Regions from separate parts of the Gadus morhua genome. Here region 1 is linked to region 2. The links are chromatin contacts, called in public Hi-C maps. All regions are on one chromosome and are shown on one strand. The core of a region is the stretch at or near the end of the contact, and the rest is flanking DNA. Distances in the headings are between cores, read along the strand shown.

Region 1 (2,965 bases), core at 241-2,740, 770 kb after region 2:
CTCAAAATTGTCATCTTTACGGCTGACTCCCCACAATTTAAATGCACCCCACATGATATTGTAATATTAAATATTTGGGTATCCAGGGTCCAAAATTATCCCCAGCCTCAGATAATGAGGGATAGACTTGATTATTTGGCACAGGTTCAAAAGTCAGGGTTACATATTAAAACAATTGCTTAGTCAGTAAGTTAATTTTGGACCTTGTGTGCAGGTAACCATTGCTTGCTTTGTCCACATGCAGAGGATTACTTACTGTGTGATGGTATTCTGTACGCTTTTTTCGTTGAGCGTCATCCCAGGAGGTGGATCATTTTGCAGAGCTAATAGTTCCTTTTGTAGCCTTTTCTGTTGAAAACAAACATAGATGGGAGATGAAGTCACGCTCCAATGCTTAACCATACAATAATAATGAAGAAAATTCAGTTTCAGAAATTATTATTTACATACAAGCCTAAGGCAAGTGCTAGCTGGCTTCCACTGAACTCGGGATCACCCCGTTCACCACACCACCACTTTGTAAACAAACCTACTCCAACGTCCATTAGCGCGGAACGACTACCGAGACATCGACCCATCGTCGCGTGTACATGTATGTCATGTTATTTCGGTGTAATGTTATTTTAAACGCATTAAAAGGGCACCCCTACAGAGATCCAGGCAGCAGACTATGTTGGTCGGGAGGCTTAAGCTTCCCTACAGAACAGGATCATTCAGATCATCGGTTTGAATTCGATGAACCTTAAAACAGCATGTTCTGTTTGGGTGACAGTCTAAGAGACATTTCCCTGACACAGGTCATCTCTGATTTCGAGTAAAGCCATCGATGCTCCTTTTCACCTAGAAGCTGGAGTTGTCCAATCTGCGCACTGTGTTGTCAGAGGCTAACCTCTAGTGCTACCAGCTAACATCAATATTCACCACTGGTCGAATAACACGTTACGAGACACACACCACGACACGAACCATGATGAATAACACTTGTAATCCCGACCCTGTGCGTATTATTGTACAACTTTATGATGAAATGTCCTTGTAAAAGACACCGTAGGGCTTTCCTCAGGTTGGGAGTAGCATTAGCTCGCCGTGGTTCTGTGGTCATGCTAGGCTTTTAGCCCATAGCCATCGGGTAAACTCACTGGTTTACATCCCAGACAACCTTCTTATTTCGTCGGGATCGCTTCTAAGCGTGGACGTTAGAACGCAGGTTAAGAAGGTCCGTTTGGCGTTCGCGATGGGAATCGAATCGGCTGGGTGATTTAAAATAAATAGGATCGCTGTCAGCTGTGGACTTACCTGCATCGACGCCATGATGGAAACCCCCCTGCATCAGGGCACAGCGACGCCAGCTGCACGTCACTGCGTCACGTCACCGCGTCACTTCACTCCATTACGTCACACTGTTGTCAAGTGGGGGCCGGGTTGTTTATTCTGACAGAACAAAACAAACCAGCCAACTGGATCATTTGTGTTTAATTTAAAGATTCTCTGTCGTCTCGCATGCGATTTTGGATATGTTTTGAATATATCTATATATATATACGCGTGTATTCCTAAACCCAAATGTGGAATATAAGCTTATTACGATATTATAATTATCTACGGCACCACCAACAAAGTCCTCAAAAAACTTCAATATGTCCAGAACTCAGCTGCACGCCTCCTCACTGGTACCCGCTCCAGATAACACATCACACCTGTCCTCCGTGAACTCCATTGGCTTCCTATTAAACACAGAATCAACTACAAAATCTTACTCATCACCTACAAGGCCCTAAACAGCCTAGCCCCAGCACCAATTCTGCCAACCTGCTACAAGTTCCACGGACTGAGCGACGGACTTGGGGTGATCGGGCCTTCTCAGTTGCTGCCCCCACCCTTTGGAATTCACTCCCCTCCCACATCAAAGTCTCTCCAACCCTCTCTTCTTTCAAATCTGCCCTCAAAACATACCTTTTCACACTAGCCTTCCCCACCTAACTCCCACCTTATTCTTCATGTTTAACCTCTGTTTTTCTTTTATTCCTAGTCTGTCTTACATAGTTTTGATAGGGCAATATGTAAAGCGTCTTAGAGTACCATATTAAGCGCTATATAAGTTTCATTTATTATTATAATTTAAATATGTATTGACCAATTTCTATTTTGTGCTTTTTACAAGATTCATTTTTGGCATGCAAATATGCAATGCAATGGTGTGACTTTCATGTGGACAAACAATTTCCATTGTGCAATTAGTAAAAAAGAAAGTGTTTTGCCAAATAAAACAAAACAAAAAATATCAATAAACAAAGTAGTACAAGTTTTTCATTTTATTCAACACAATTGCATGTGTTTATATCAATACAATTGCATGTGGAGTTGATGCCCTTGATTTGTATGGTCAGAGTACGTCAGCGCATGTGTTACCGAGTCTTGAACGGAAGTCAATCAAGCATTATCACCCGTCGTGAGAAAAAATAACCGATTGATCTTATGTTATGTCTGAAAAGGTGAATGCTGGTAGGCCTAGTTACAAGCACATTCAGATGAATAACTTCCGACAAAGTATTAAAGAAGAGACCTGACCCCAACAGGCCACCAATAAAGAGCAACGTCTGAGTGGAGTTAAAATTTATATGAGCATCTTTTCATTACGCTTCTAGGATTTGAAGAACCAGATGAAGAAAAAAGCCTCTTTATTTTGGGATAGATATTCCATTCACTGGGACAACCAGATCAGTTTAATGTGCCAAAAATGTGATTTTCCAACAGGCTCTAAACAAACTAAATCTTCCAGATTAATATTTATGGCAGTCCCTTACATTTAGCCAACCCATATACATGCACCTATAGAGCATGAGTTTGACAATTATATCGTCTCCATTCTTGCAATCACAAAAGAAAAGCCAAATTTGTGCATCTATGCGAGATCAGTCTAAAGAGGCATGTGATGGGTTTCAGAAATCAAAGAAGCCGTGTATGT
Region 2 (3,116 bases), core at 198-2,697:
TCGCAGGTGATATCACACATCGGTTAACACACAACCGCTATGAAGCAGTAGATTTAGTGTTAAGGGCACCGCGGACATTGCTTACGACTTTTGCAACCAGCAGCGGAAATGATCACAAACAATCAAGTTTAGATCATGAGTCTACCCACCACTGCGTATGCCCACAGACTAGAGGACTGAGGCGCAGATAAGAGATCTGGCAGAAGTTACTGGCAGGTAACGGGCAGTTTAACAATACTGAATGCGTAGCAACATTTCAATAAATCGCTGGGGGTAAGAGAAGGGTGTGTTTTACTGAGGCCAGCAGGATCTTCACTGGCACTATTCCCTAAACATCGATCCCTGAGATCAGCTCTTCGACGTGACCCTTAAGGGATCTGCTTACTTTTAACACACATAACGGGGGACTGGGAATGTGCAGAATGTCAACAGTTCGCATACGAAGAACAGTAGGGTCCACCGTAAAAGATCTTAGTGCACAGGTCACTTCCAGGGATCTGTTCTACAGTGGACACACGACAAGTGCATCTGATGATTGGTTTGGGCTATACGGCGCGGCTCAGTCCGTAGCGAACACGTCATAAGAGCCAATGATGCATAAACGACCCCGACTCTCGGCCACGAAACAACTCATGTAGTCGTTTGTGACCTTATGCGTTATTTGACCCGTCACCTCGCTACACCGTTAGTAAACGTGGACCGGCCACTGGGCTGGAAATAGCCCTGATCAGGAGAGGGGCCAGCAACCCACAGGGGCCTCACCAATACCTCTCCCCAGGTCCCCGCCCTGGGACCTCCAGGGGCCCATGTGGCTGTCACACAATACACGCTGAATAATTCACAAGCCTGACAAACACGGCTTTACATTGGGCCGGGCGGAAAGCCCGATGTTACGCCCGGTGACTCGGGAACGGCTTTACAAATTCGGGCAACGTAAAGGCGAAAAGTGACCTAATCACGGCGCTTGATATCGTGACGCCGCACGCCTCCATGTAGCCACCGGCTACATAGCATTGTGATGCGTTTACGTACGGGACGATCTACCACCAGTGGGTAAACCCGGGTCTGTGCCCGGGGCTCGGCGCGGGTTTACCGACCCGAGTCCCGGGGAGCATGACGAGCAACTTCGTCCGCGAGCGCGGAAGGCCTCACGCCGCCTCGATTAAAACAAGGAACGGGCGAAAACGGAGCGAAAACACGGGATCCACACCCCGACCAACGCTTCAAATCTACGGGGATATAGCAGCACACGAATAAACTCTTTCCGGACGCGTTATCCCGAATGAGAGCGGTTTGGTTAGCGACGCGTTTTCGTTGAAATGTGTCGTGTGTTTCTCTTTTAAAAGTGCGTTAACTTCTCGATCTATGCCCATAGACGGAAACACGCGCCATGCCACACTTACCTTCCAGAAAAGAGGACAGAGCGCAGGCGCGACCAACTTTACTGCAGCATCCGCGGGGCGGAAAGGGGCGTTTTGAGCTTCCGGTCAGACATCAACAGAAAGGGTTGCCAGGTTTGAACAACATGCAACCGATTTGGTTTTAAATATACTAGCGTAGAAAAGAAAGAGAGATTATTGATGAAATTTAAGATCAAAATGTGCTTTTTACACAGATATTCAGTTAAACTATTATAGTTAAAATCTTTACCAAAACGACATGGTATGTTTTCCATGGCAGACAGGCTGGATTGGTAATTAAAAGGTTAAGATGAACTTTTAAAAAACCCAACCCTGCCTGTTGACAGTTGAAAAATAAGGTAGAGTCACACCTTTGATAACTTGCCAATATTGGGCAGGACGGTCCAAGGTACATAAGAAATCATTATGGAATTGTTAGTGACAATCTGGCCACATAAGAAAATGTGCTCCAATTAAGCAGACAATTTACAATAAATGCAAATACACATAAAACAGTTATATGTTGGCATTTTTTGGTCAGGCAAAGTATGGCCAGCAACCTACTTACAGATCCTACTTAGTAACAGTAAAACTGTGGCCTGCTCTCCTTATTTGGTTATTGATTATATCGATTCTGTTTATTCTTTCTCTGGCAATAACCTTTTCCCCTAAGAAACACATGGCCATGGGGAATTCAGCACCACCGCGATAAGTGACAGTGTTTAACATTTCAGCACCTAGGTTAGCTCCCCGTACCTGAGGGGAGCTATAGTATAGCTCCCTGGAGACTCCCCCCTCTCCTCCATAGCCCGGGGCAGTTGAACCTGACTGGACCTGATTATAATGCAAGGCCAAGGCGCTGTTGAAGGAAGCTTAGGTTCAGCAGCAGCAGCAGCATGTTGTGTAGACACACTTCAATTCCTGCATTCTGGTACAATTTTATGTGCAGATTTCTGCTTTATTTATGTTAAGGATAACACAAAATTCAGGCACTATATGGCAATTCAAAATATGTTGGATAAAATGCAGTTAGGCTCTCAGGAATGATTAATTGATTTCAATATTTAAGATTCGGTCGATCAATTAAAACGTGCATATGGCATATACTCACGTCAAAAATAAATATTAGATAGTCTATGTTTGTGTGAGAGAGGGTGAGTGAGTCTATTTTTCAAAATAAAAGTCCCCTGCTCTTATGTTTTTATTAGGGGGGGGGGGGGGGACACATGCATGTTTTCTAAATATTTATGGGGACGTACCCCTGCATAATCACGTTAACACACACACACGCGCACACGCACATCGGTCTTGTACATAAAAAAAACTGAATACCAATAGTACCACAATAAAAACATTGTATTTATTTCATCATTATCATCATCATTACATTTGTTTTTAGAAATTATTATAGATTTTTTTCTTTATGCTGTAGAAAGACAACTAAGATTTCTCATGAATTATTTTTTTGTCTTTCTGTAAAATGAATGCTGATATAGCTAAAATGCCTTTACATATATATATTTAAATCTGTGGTCCCAGAACGTTGCCTGCCTTCTCCGTAAAACACTTAACTGTGCTTCTTTCCATCTGCCTGATATCCGCTATTATCTAGTCCACCATAAACGGCTTCCACCATCCCACTGAACCAATGCGCTTGTGGGCATGGAGGTACAGGCCAACGAAACCAGGGACTAGGTTCGATTCACTTAACAGAAA

Evidence for each region. A called contact is a pair of places that touch in the nucleus more often than the background predicts.
Region 1: a Hi-C map of blood shows a contact between it and region 2, with 10 times the contacts expected there. The contact joins the promoter of ube2wb here to the promoter of eif5a in region 2. A contact is called at or near these places in 5 of 6 Hi-C or Micro-C datasets (blood, gill, heart and 1 more).

Annotation. Positions count from the first base shown.
Region 1 is chr23:24,450,264-24,453,228 of gadMor3.0, forward strand. It overlaps ube2wb (ubiquitin conjugating enzyme E2 Wb), which reads right to left and starts at 1,491. Exons shown (of 6, transcript XM_030348374.1): 1 at 1,297-1,491; 2 at 257-348. The coding sequence starts at 1,311. It overlaps LOC115536905 (elongin-C), which reads right to left. Exons shown (of 4, transcript XM_030348376.1): 4 at 2,298-2,965.
Region 2 is chr23:23,682,867-23,685,982 of gadMor3.0, forward strand. eif5a (eukaryotic translation initiation factor 5A) reads right to left here and starts at 1,448. Exons shown (of 5, transcript XM_030349222.1): 1 at 1,404-1,448. tnikb (TRAF2 and NCK interacting kinase b) reads right to left here. Exons shown (of 14, transcript XM_030349236.1): 14 at 2,739-3,116.